Linked DNA regions of Mus musculus: region 1 is linked to region 2. Evidence: chromatin contacts called from public targeted proximity ligation data. All regions are on one chromosome and are shown on one strand. The core of a region is the stretch at or near the end of the contact, and the rest is flanking DNA. Distances in the headings are between cores, read along the strand shown. Region 1 overlaps Fer1l6 (fer-1-like 6 (C. elegans)). Region 2 overlaps Fbxo32 (F-box protein 32).

Region 1 (5,181 bases), core at 1,556-4,055, 360 kb after region 2:
TAGATTTATCCCTATAGATTTTTAGAAACAAACAAACACACAAAAAGAAAACAGTAATCAGTATAGGTGTGGATTCAGGGACTTGGGTTACTAATCTTGGTTCCATTACTTTGGGATGATTTCACTTCTCTGGGGCTTGGTTTCCTCGTGTATACAATAGGAAATATAATGACTCCTCCAGAATTGCAAGATTTGAAGAGTTGATGCCATACGTCACACATTCAGTAGAGACTACAGCCATAGTCCCCAGCCATCTTCCTTGGCTAAGGAGCAGCTCAGCTAAGAGCACTAATTCCATCAGAGAAGAGCAGATTCACGTCCCGGCAGCTATGTTGCAACAGAGCAGAAGGAAGTAGAGATGAGATGCAGTCCTAAGCTACACAGCTGGAGGCCTGGCAGGGAGTCCCATGTCTGCATGTTCACAGGATGAAGATGTCTATTAAAACTGTGAAGGACAAAATTCTGACAGGAGAGGCCTTGTCTTTTTTTTCCCTTTTATTGATTTACTGAAAATAAATGTTTTTTCTCACATAATGTATCCTGATTATGATTTCTGCTCCCTTGATTCCTCCTCCTGCTTCCTCCCACCTCCCCTCTCATCTGGATCCACCATCTTTCTGTCTCTTACCAGAAAACAAACAAGATGCTAAGAGATATATGATATGATATGACATGACATGACATGATATGATATGATAAAAATTAACACATCAGAATTGGTCAAGAGAAGGCACAAGAGACAGACACCAACTCATTTGAACAGTCAGGAAGCCCATAAAAATATTAAGCTGGAAGCTATTCTATATGCACAAAGGACCTATAGTAGAAATAAAGAAAAAATATTTAAATAAAAAATACAAATATAAAAATGTAAAAATAAAATATCAATAGAGAAATTATATAGATAAAATATAAAATAATAATTTATAAATAAAAACATTTTTAAGAATAAGAATTTTAAAAAGGTAAAGCTCTGATGTGACATCATGAGACAAGGAGGCTTCAAAGCTGCCACGGAGTTCATTTTCTGGTGGCCATCTACTGCTGGGCATGCAGCCTGCTCTTAGGGTTATTTGTTTCCCGAGTGAGACTCCCTTGGAGGAAAGTGGTTATCAACTGGAAATGGTTTCTGGGTTAGGGATGGGGCCAGTGACCATTCCTCCTTTCAGCTCTAGGAGGCCAGCTGGAGCAGTGATCTGTCCCTGTGCCTGCTGGAGAGACCTTCTCTTACTGGAGAGACCTTCTCTTACATGAAAACATTTCCCCTCCCCCACTCCTCCTCTCTCTCCAACACCCACTCACCCTTTAAAAACATGATATCATCTTTGGGTACTCACACTTCTCTTAGAGAAGAAGCAGTTTTGAGAAGGTTCCTAATATTTTGTGTGTGTGTGTGGAAATAAAATCTGATTACCAAATGACACATCCAGAATGATAATTTATCAAGTCTCCATGGCGAATTTTGGTAGGCGGTATACACTAAGCTGTTAAAAGCGGGGATAACTCAGAAAGCCAAAGTATTTTGCTGCTAAGCCCGATCACCTGACTTTGGTCTTTGGGATGCACAGGTGGAAGGAGAGATCCCAGCACCTGCATGTTGTCCTCCGACTGCCACACTTACTCATAGATATATGTACCCACACAAAATAATGTGATAAAATTAAAATAGGTAAAAAAAAATGGCTATAAATAAAATTAAAAATAAATTAATAAAATTAAAACCTTCAGAGGATTTTTTTTCCTTAACCATCTTTGTTGACTTGCAACTTGTGTACGTTTTATGAACAGGAAAATAAGAATTCTTGACTTTGTCAATCAGTTTTCTTGTTCTCCATGGGTTGTTCTTTCTGTCTTTATCTTGAGATCTTAGCTCCTTGCTGTGAGAGGGTGTGGGTATGCCAAGCTGACTGATCCTAGCTCCTTGCTGTGAGAGAATGTGGGGTATGCTAAGCTGACTGATCCCACTCACTGACATTCAGCCCATTGCTCTTGTCTCTGAAGGTAACTTTGGGAACCTGATTGATGGAGGGTCTCATCATGGAAGTAAGAAAAAATCGACTGAGCTGACTGAAGAGGACGTCCTTCCTTTGCTGCACGAAGGAGAAAAAGATGTGGCCCAGGACAGTGCCATTTCCATGGCCTCCACCACTCACCCAGAGAAGCCTCTGGTGACAGACGGGAACAGGTAGGAGGAGACAGGGCAGGTGAGAGCAAAGTTTCTGCTGGGTGACAATTTTTGCCAATTCCTGGGACGGTTTCATCCAGCTTTCAGTAAGATAAGAAACACAAATTCATCTCAGTGCTGGAACCAGCTGCAAACAGGAAAAGCATTGTAACTACCACTCTAGTAAGTCCTTAGCCCCCCCCCCCCCCAGAGACACGCCCAGGGAATTCATCTAAAGGCAGAGCAGCCATGATGCTCTGTTAGACCTGAGAGAAAACTATTTCCACAAGTGTCAGGTTAAAGCAGTCCAGACATTTCCCTAGGAACTGACTTCCCAGTCTGTCTCCTTGGCCACTGCTCCTCTTTCCAGATCGGGCAGATTAGATGTCCCCATCTGGGCAGCTTGTCACCAGACTCATTTGTTTCCCAGCTTGCCACCTCTAGACAGATCCCTCCACTCCCAGTCTTCCAACCCACTGTTGGAGATTGTCAGTTGTTTTCTTCCATATTTTAAAGATTTCTTTTATTTTAAGTTATATGCATATGTGGGGGTGGGAGTGGGGGTGGGGGAGCTATGTTCATGCGTGAGTGTGCCTGCTGAATCCAGGATAGTGTGTCAGATCCCCTGTAGCAGGAGTGATGGCTGTGAGTCACCCCACAGGGATGCTTGGAATAGAGCTCTGGTTCTCTGTATAGTGGTACACCCTCATAACTGCTGAGCTATCTCTCCAGCCCCAGGTCTACTTTTCCTTCCTGTCCAAAGCCAGTAAGTGACAAGTTCTGGCCAGTATAAATCTTAGGTATTTTTTGTGTCCTTAATTCTGGCCTTGTATGTCTTGTTACTAAGAGAAAAATACCTGATAAAAGCAACTAGAGGCACAAGGTTTATTTCCCCTTATATTTCGTGGAGATACAGTCCACCATGATGAAGCAGGATTGGAAGCTGGTCGCATCATGTTTACTGTCAGGTAGGAGAGAGAGAGGACAGGAAGGGAGTCAAGCAATAAATCCAGTGACCACTTCCTTCAGTGAGGTTCTGCCTCCCAAAAGGTCTCCAACCTTCCTAAACAGTGCAGGTATCTGGTGACCATGTGTTCAAATACACATACACACACATGCACAGACACATATACACATGCACATACACACACACAGATACCCACATGCACACACAGACCCATAGCATATACATATACACACATGCACACACAGACCCATAGCATATACAGACATGCACACACAGACCCATAGCACATACATATACACACACATATACACACATGCACACACACACACACCACCACCACATTCCTGGGGGCTCCACATCTTTGCTGCTTGGCTATACCTCTTAGTCCTTCCTAGCCAAACAAGGCACCAGTGCCTGGTAAGAATAAGTATTGAATGGATGAGTGGACAAACGGATAAAAGAATGGTATCAAGCTACCAAGTACTGATTTAGATTGGTATATATGCCTTTATCCCCATTGGTCATATAATTTACTTTTCTCCAAAAAATTTTACTCTCATCTGTTATACCAGCAGGTCAATACAATGTGCTCAGAATGCACATATTTAAAAAGGAATCTTGCTCTTTTTTCTTTATCAACTTAAGTCTTCATTGAGGAAGGTTTTTTTCCAACATACTCTACACACTAATGGTAATTTTAAAACTTTGTCCTATGTCTGGGGGGAACTCCTTTTGTTTGTTTGGTTGGTTTTATTTTGAGAGTTTCAAATGCAGCCCAGGCTGTCCTTGAATTTACTTTGTTGCTGAGGATGGCTTTGAATTCTCCTCCTGCCTCTCATTTCAAGTGCTAGAATCAGATGTGTGTCGCCATCTTGATTTATTGGTAACTCTTAATCATTTCCATGGTAACCACATAACCGGCGTTCACTGTTCACAGGTCTCCAATTATAGACTAAGGATGGGATTAGTAGTTTTATCATACCCTCTCTTCTGCAGCCCTACAGAACACATGAAACGTGAACAAATCGGAATTCCTTGAAAACCACTCCTTATCTACTGACTTCTGCACCCAATGTACCTTTTACAGAAATTACAACTATTTGCCCTTTGGTGCCAAGAAGCCCTGTGTCTCCTTCATCAGTTCCTGGGGAGACCAGACATTCAGACTGCACTGGTCCAACATGCTGGAAAAAATGGCTGACCTCTTGGTAGGTGGCTTCATAGATAGAATGGGAAACTGGGGACAAAGATATGCCTTTTTATTCAACCAGGGTCTTGACCTCAGGTTAAGTAACACTGAATTGGGGACTACTGCATTTCAAAGCTTCTACCATGTGGACCCAGAGGAATGAGAATGTTTTGTAAAACCCCTGGAATTCAAATCAAACTACCCAAATCAGAATCCAAACTAACCAAATCTGCCGTTTAGTCTTACAATACCTAACACGAGGCTGATCCAACATCTCCCAAAGGCAGGAGCATGAAGGCATCTCAGAGTTGACATCTGGCTTTAACTAGTCCTCTCTCCTACTCTCAGATTTCCTCCCCATCCCATATGCCTCACTGGGATGGACATCCCCTAGTCCTTTACTGGCAGTCCACAGGTCCCACCAGATGACTCTTGTCTTAACTTCCTATTCCTCTAGAGCCTACACTAAGGACAGAATTCTACCTCCCTCATTTTTGTTCCATAACTTGGCTTCTGTAAAGCAAAACAATGCCTCCTGCTGTGGGATTCTAGGAATTGCGTAACTAGACTCTGAAGATAACTTGAGAGGCGTAGCCGGCTCACAAAATGTGGAGGCCCTGGGCTTTGTAAGTCTAGTCTTGTTTCTTCTTCAGACAGAGTAGTTTTAGTTCATCACTAAGAGAGCAAGGAATTAGAAGAGTGGTCAGTGTCAATAGGCCTTCGTGGCCTCCATGACTAAGTTTATTTATTCCCTTATGATGGCAGTGTAGACAGTTCCCATTAGTTTCCAGTTTTATAAATGAGGAGACTGCATAATGAGATTAGTTCACTAGTAAGTGGCACCGGAGATTAGAACCCAGG
Region 2 (4,725 bases), core at 274-2,773:
TGGCTGTGTGTGTGTGTGTGTGTGTGTGTGTGTAGGTACAAAGTCACTGACCAGGCATGATCAGGCCAGCAGGAAGCAAAGGGGCAGAAGAAACAGCAGAACTCCAAGTCTCGGAAGCTGACTTAAAGAATTTTAATCAAAGTCGAGGAAGAGGAAAAGATGGAAAGTCGATTGAGTAGCCCCTGGTGTCCCAAAGCTTCATAAAACAAAGATAGAACATCCAGTGTACAAAAATACCCAGGAAGGCTTATTTCTTAAAGAAATATGCAGAGACACACAGCCTACAAACTACATGGTGATGTAGTTTGTATACCCTCTAAACTATGGTAAACATTCCATATGTAGAGAAGCACAAAACAGAGCCATCTTATTTTGAGCCATTCATATACAGGTTTGCAGAAGCTTTGGACACGGATAGTGACCTTCTCATGGGAAGTGCTCAAGGGGATTTGAACATTTTCTTTCTTCATGGATGCAAGAAAGAACTGCTTTAAGTTGGGATGACTCATTTCAAAAGCCAAATCAAGAAGGATTTAAACCATTGATGCCGAGTGTAGAAAAGTTTTAAGCGCAGGGAAAACCCTATACGTCTCATTTTATATTAGGGTTTGAAATCCGGAGGCTGGGGAGCGGGGCTGTAAAGTTTACTTGTATTGTCTACTTATGTTTTCTTTTAAGCAATAATATATTCAGTGGCTATTTTGAGACTCCAGTTATGTCTCGTTCCAGGAAATGCAAAAATCAATGGAAAATTACAGCTCAAAAATTTCACAAGAAAAACAACCACAATTTACAAATCATGGCACACACACACACACACACACACACACACACACACATATATAAAAGTATTTAAAATAAGCAAAACCATTTCAAGGAGGCTGGTTTCCTCCACCAAATAAAAGAATAGTTGAGGAGTTGCTACTTTGTAACTCCTTCTTACTAATCTTGATGTTTACAGGCCAAGAATAAGGAAAAAGCCCTCCCCCACCCAACACCCACAACACCCACATCATCAAACACAGACAAAATACTATAAGGCAATTGTAGAAGAAGTGGAAAGTTTTCAAAGGAAGACAATAAGTAGGAAAACTGGTGCACAGACAGAGGAGGGCATGGGAAACAAGAGGTTTATTTCTTACTTCATTTGTAATTAAGAAAAAACACTTAAAACCATTTCCTGACCCAAAGCAGTTATTATTTAGCCCTGATTATGTCCAGTGAGATTTTTGATGCTCAAAGTCATATCTAGGTTGCCAAACTTGAAAAGGCTACTTCCTGGATTGCTTTGGGGAAACAGACTAGCGCAGGAGGCTTATTACAATAGTGCTCTGCACAGGGTTAAGTGCTTGTAAAAATATCTCTATTATTTTTCTTCAAGGTATCAAGGCCAACTTCCTCCTTCCTGGGCCAGCCTTAGCAACACACAGTATGTAACTCTGGAACGGGCGTTTAACAGCAGAAGTGCAGGCTTGGAGAAGAGAGCTGAGATTACTCATCTTGGAGTTGGGGCGGGGCAGGGGTGGTTGGGGAGGAGGCAGTGTTGGTCACCTCAACCATCACTTCCTTGAAGCATTCTTGGATGGCCCCAGCTTGTACAGTGTTCCTTCCTTGAAATCCTAGTTGTGCCTCACAAACCAACAGTCTCAACTTTTTGTTTGCTTTCGGAGATAGGGCTTCTCTGTGTAGCCCTGGCTGTCTTGGAACTTGCTCTGAGGACCAGGCTGGCCTTGAACTCAGATCCACCCCCCTCTCTCTGTCTCTGTGCCTCTGTTCTGGGATAAAAGGTGTGTACCATCACAGCTGGGCTCAGATGCAACTTTTTAAAGGGTCAGCTTTAAGCTTATCTAAATTCTTCTATGATCTCAGGAGGTTATTTGGCTATTCGGAGACTGCAACATTTGGCTGTTGGAGGGCAGGGCCCTCGACCACAGAGACAATGGCCAGCAGAGTCTATTTAACAGGTGTACTGTGCAGACAAGCCATGGCTTAAACAATAACCCCGAGAGAGTATGCCTTTATTCTTTACTCTTGCTGGGCAACTTTCAGGATTGTCCGTGGAATTAGAGAAGCCTCAATAGTTCAGTTTACAGTTCACCCACCCTCTTTTATAAAGGACCTGCCTTCTGTTTTCTTAGAACAAGAGAGGGCATTCAAGCTCACCTGTGCAGCCAGGCACTGGGCCCAAACCTTACATCACAGGAAAACCAAGACGGAAAACAGCGAGATACCCGAGATCACAAACCCAGACTCAGAAGGCCACTGCTTTTAAGAAGTTGGCAGACTCTTCTGCTGTGGAAGGAGGGGATTGTTTATGGTTGCTGGGGGAAAAAAATACCCTGCAAACAGTCAGCTGCTCTGCTGAGAGGCAGATGACCAAACCATTCCTCAACTGTGACTCAGCAAAGGACCACAGGTGGCCAGTGTATTGATCACTGCTGAGACCATGATGACTGAGAGTGACTGCTTCAGCTCCCAGGTGTGACCCACAAGAAAAGAAAGCGGATCAGGAAGGGACAAAAGGACAGGGTTTTGTTTTGTTTTCTGTATAGCCCTGGCTGTCCCAAAACTCAACTCTGTAGACCAGTCCTAGGCCTCAGACTCAGAGATCCAGCTGCCTCTGTCTCCCAAGTACTGGGATTAAAGGCGTGCGCCACCACCGGGCCTCAGAGGCAGATTTAACTTCTTCAGATATTTTGGAATAGGGAGAGTGAGGTGTCCTATTTCTGTCTCATGGAGCAAGGATGGAGTGAGCATCCAGATGAGATGGGGTCTCTCCAGTTTAGTTCCCAGCCTGCTGAAACACAGCGGGCTGTTATCCTATTTTACTAGGGGAAGTCAAGATAATGCAGTGGGCTGGACCCCTGCTGCGTCATCCTGGAAAGAAGCTAAGCTTTTTATACAGAAACAAAGAGCTGGGATGTTAGATTCAGGCTCCGAAGATGGATGGTTCCAAGGAGGAGAACGCTTCTGGTGCACCCCCTTCTCACTTAGTTGAGGAAAAAGTATTAGGTATAACCGTTAACTTCATTCGCTGGGAAACAGTCAGGTGACAATGGTTGGTAATTTATCTGATTTTCTGTGAGTAAGAGTTCTTTAGAGTGTTCTAAACTCCCCTGGGACTTGCAAAAAAAAAAAAAGGACCTAACACAAGGCTAATATATTTGATTCTCCTGGAAGGCCCTAAGTTCAGGGAACTGTTTCACCTCATTAGGAGACAAAGGGAATTCAAGCATTACAAATCACAAACAAATGGGAGGCCCTGGAGGTCCCACTGGTTTCTTGATAATTAATTACCAAACCTTTATTCAAGCAACCATTGGCAAATCTCACTCAGCGTCACCTGGCACACTCACAAAAGTCTCTGTTGAAGTCAGCTTAGGGATGCAGGTTGTGTGTGTGTGTGTGTGTGTGTGTGTGTGTGTGTTAATCAAAGGACAGTGGGAGGAGAGAGCACCGAAAGGTGACTTCAACTGCACCAGCGCCTCCAAACAAACTTCTGTCGGTTCCTCAGGTGTCTCAGGGAGTCAGCTGTCCAGGCTGGGGATTGATTCTTGACCTGATACTCTATGAGTGGGCACTTGTTCTGACCTCAGATTTCACTAGACAGCGGAGCTCAGGTGAAACTTCAAGTCTGGGTGGTCTTTCTGCAGCGGGCAGGCACCACTAAGGATGGGAGTGTGCTCACGGTATAAAGACCGAAAGGGCCACGGAGGAAACAGGTGCAAGTGTCTGGTCCTTCCTGAAGCAGAGCACTGTTCTTGCATTTCTTCCCTGCCTCCCTCCGCAGCCCCTAAGCGTTACCACAACGACCCACTCCGCAAGCTGTCCCGGGGCCCATCGGCTGCCCCTCCCAGTCACTTTTTTTTTTTCTCGGCCCACTCAGCCGTCGACTGCGCGTGGGAAGAGCCTTCAAGCACTCATGGCAGGGCCCGTCATCCGGCTTGTGACTACTACCGCTCTTGTACTCTTGGGGTCCTGTCATAGGACAGTGAAAGGCAAACAGCCAAGTCGCTAGCACCCACTTAAAACAGTGACTGCAATTGCGGGATCTAAAGGAAGAGTCCATGAGTTGTGCGCCTGTGTTCAAGTGTTTAGGGACATAATCCCCTATTGCCAGATTGAGGGATCCTGGGTTCTGTATGGGATCTTTTCTGCTGGGAGACACTGTCCTTGATCAGGAGGAGACACTAAATTACCCATCTCTCGGGTTCTGGCGACCTTTACCGAAATCCCGGCACCTCACTCCTGTCCCTTCAGTCGGAAGCCCCCTCTTTATTCTGGCCCAGACCTGCTTGCCCTCCTTCACCTGCCCCTGAGGTGTGCACTTCCCCCTCGTCCCCGACCAGCTAAAATCAGTTTTGTGGGGCTGGAAGTCGGCGAATGTCCTCACCTGCTGAGGTCGCTCACGAAGCTGCCGCTTTTCTCATCCAAGAAGCGCTTCCAGCCGTCCGCCGTCTTCACCCAGCTCTGGCCCGGGGACCGCCAGTCCTGCCCAAGGAACGGCATGGTACAGAGCGCGGACGCGACCGACGGACGGGACGGATTGACAGCCAGGAACCGGCCTGGCTTGCCCAGGGTATGCGGCGCGTTGGGAAGATGCTGGGGAACGACGCAGGCGGCGACCGGGACAAGAGTGGGTCAACTAGTGTGGAGGGCTGCGGATCCTGGGTGGGCGCGGGGATCCTTGCACTCACAGGGGCGCAGGCGTTGGGGAAGGTCGCC

The links.
Region 1: a contact with region 2 is called in a targeted proximity ligation map of the NIH/3T3 cell line, with 5 read pairs. A contact is called at or near these places in 1 of 130 datasets of targeted methods (the NIH/3T3 cell line) and 1 of 9 other capture datasets (embryonic stem cells).

Annotation. Positions count from the first base shown.
Region 1 is chr15:58,569,371-58,574,551 of GRCm38.p6, forward strand. Fer1l6 (fer-1-like 6 (C. elegans)) reads left to right here. Exons shown (of 41, transcript NM_001370912.1): 13 at 2,002-2,185; 14 at 4,219-4,339. Among named protein-coding and RNA genes, the nearest start is that of Gm36451, 25 kb to the right of the region's middle.
Region 2 is chr15:58,210,103-58,214,827 of GRCm38.p6, forward strand. It overlaps Fbxo32 (F-box protein 32), which reads right to left. Exons shown (of 9, transcript NM_026346.3): 1 at 4,394-4,725. The coding sequence starts at 4,509. Among named protein-coding and RNA genes, the nearest start is that of Fbxo32, 2.4 kb to the right of the region's middle.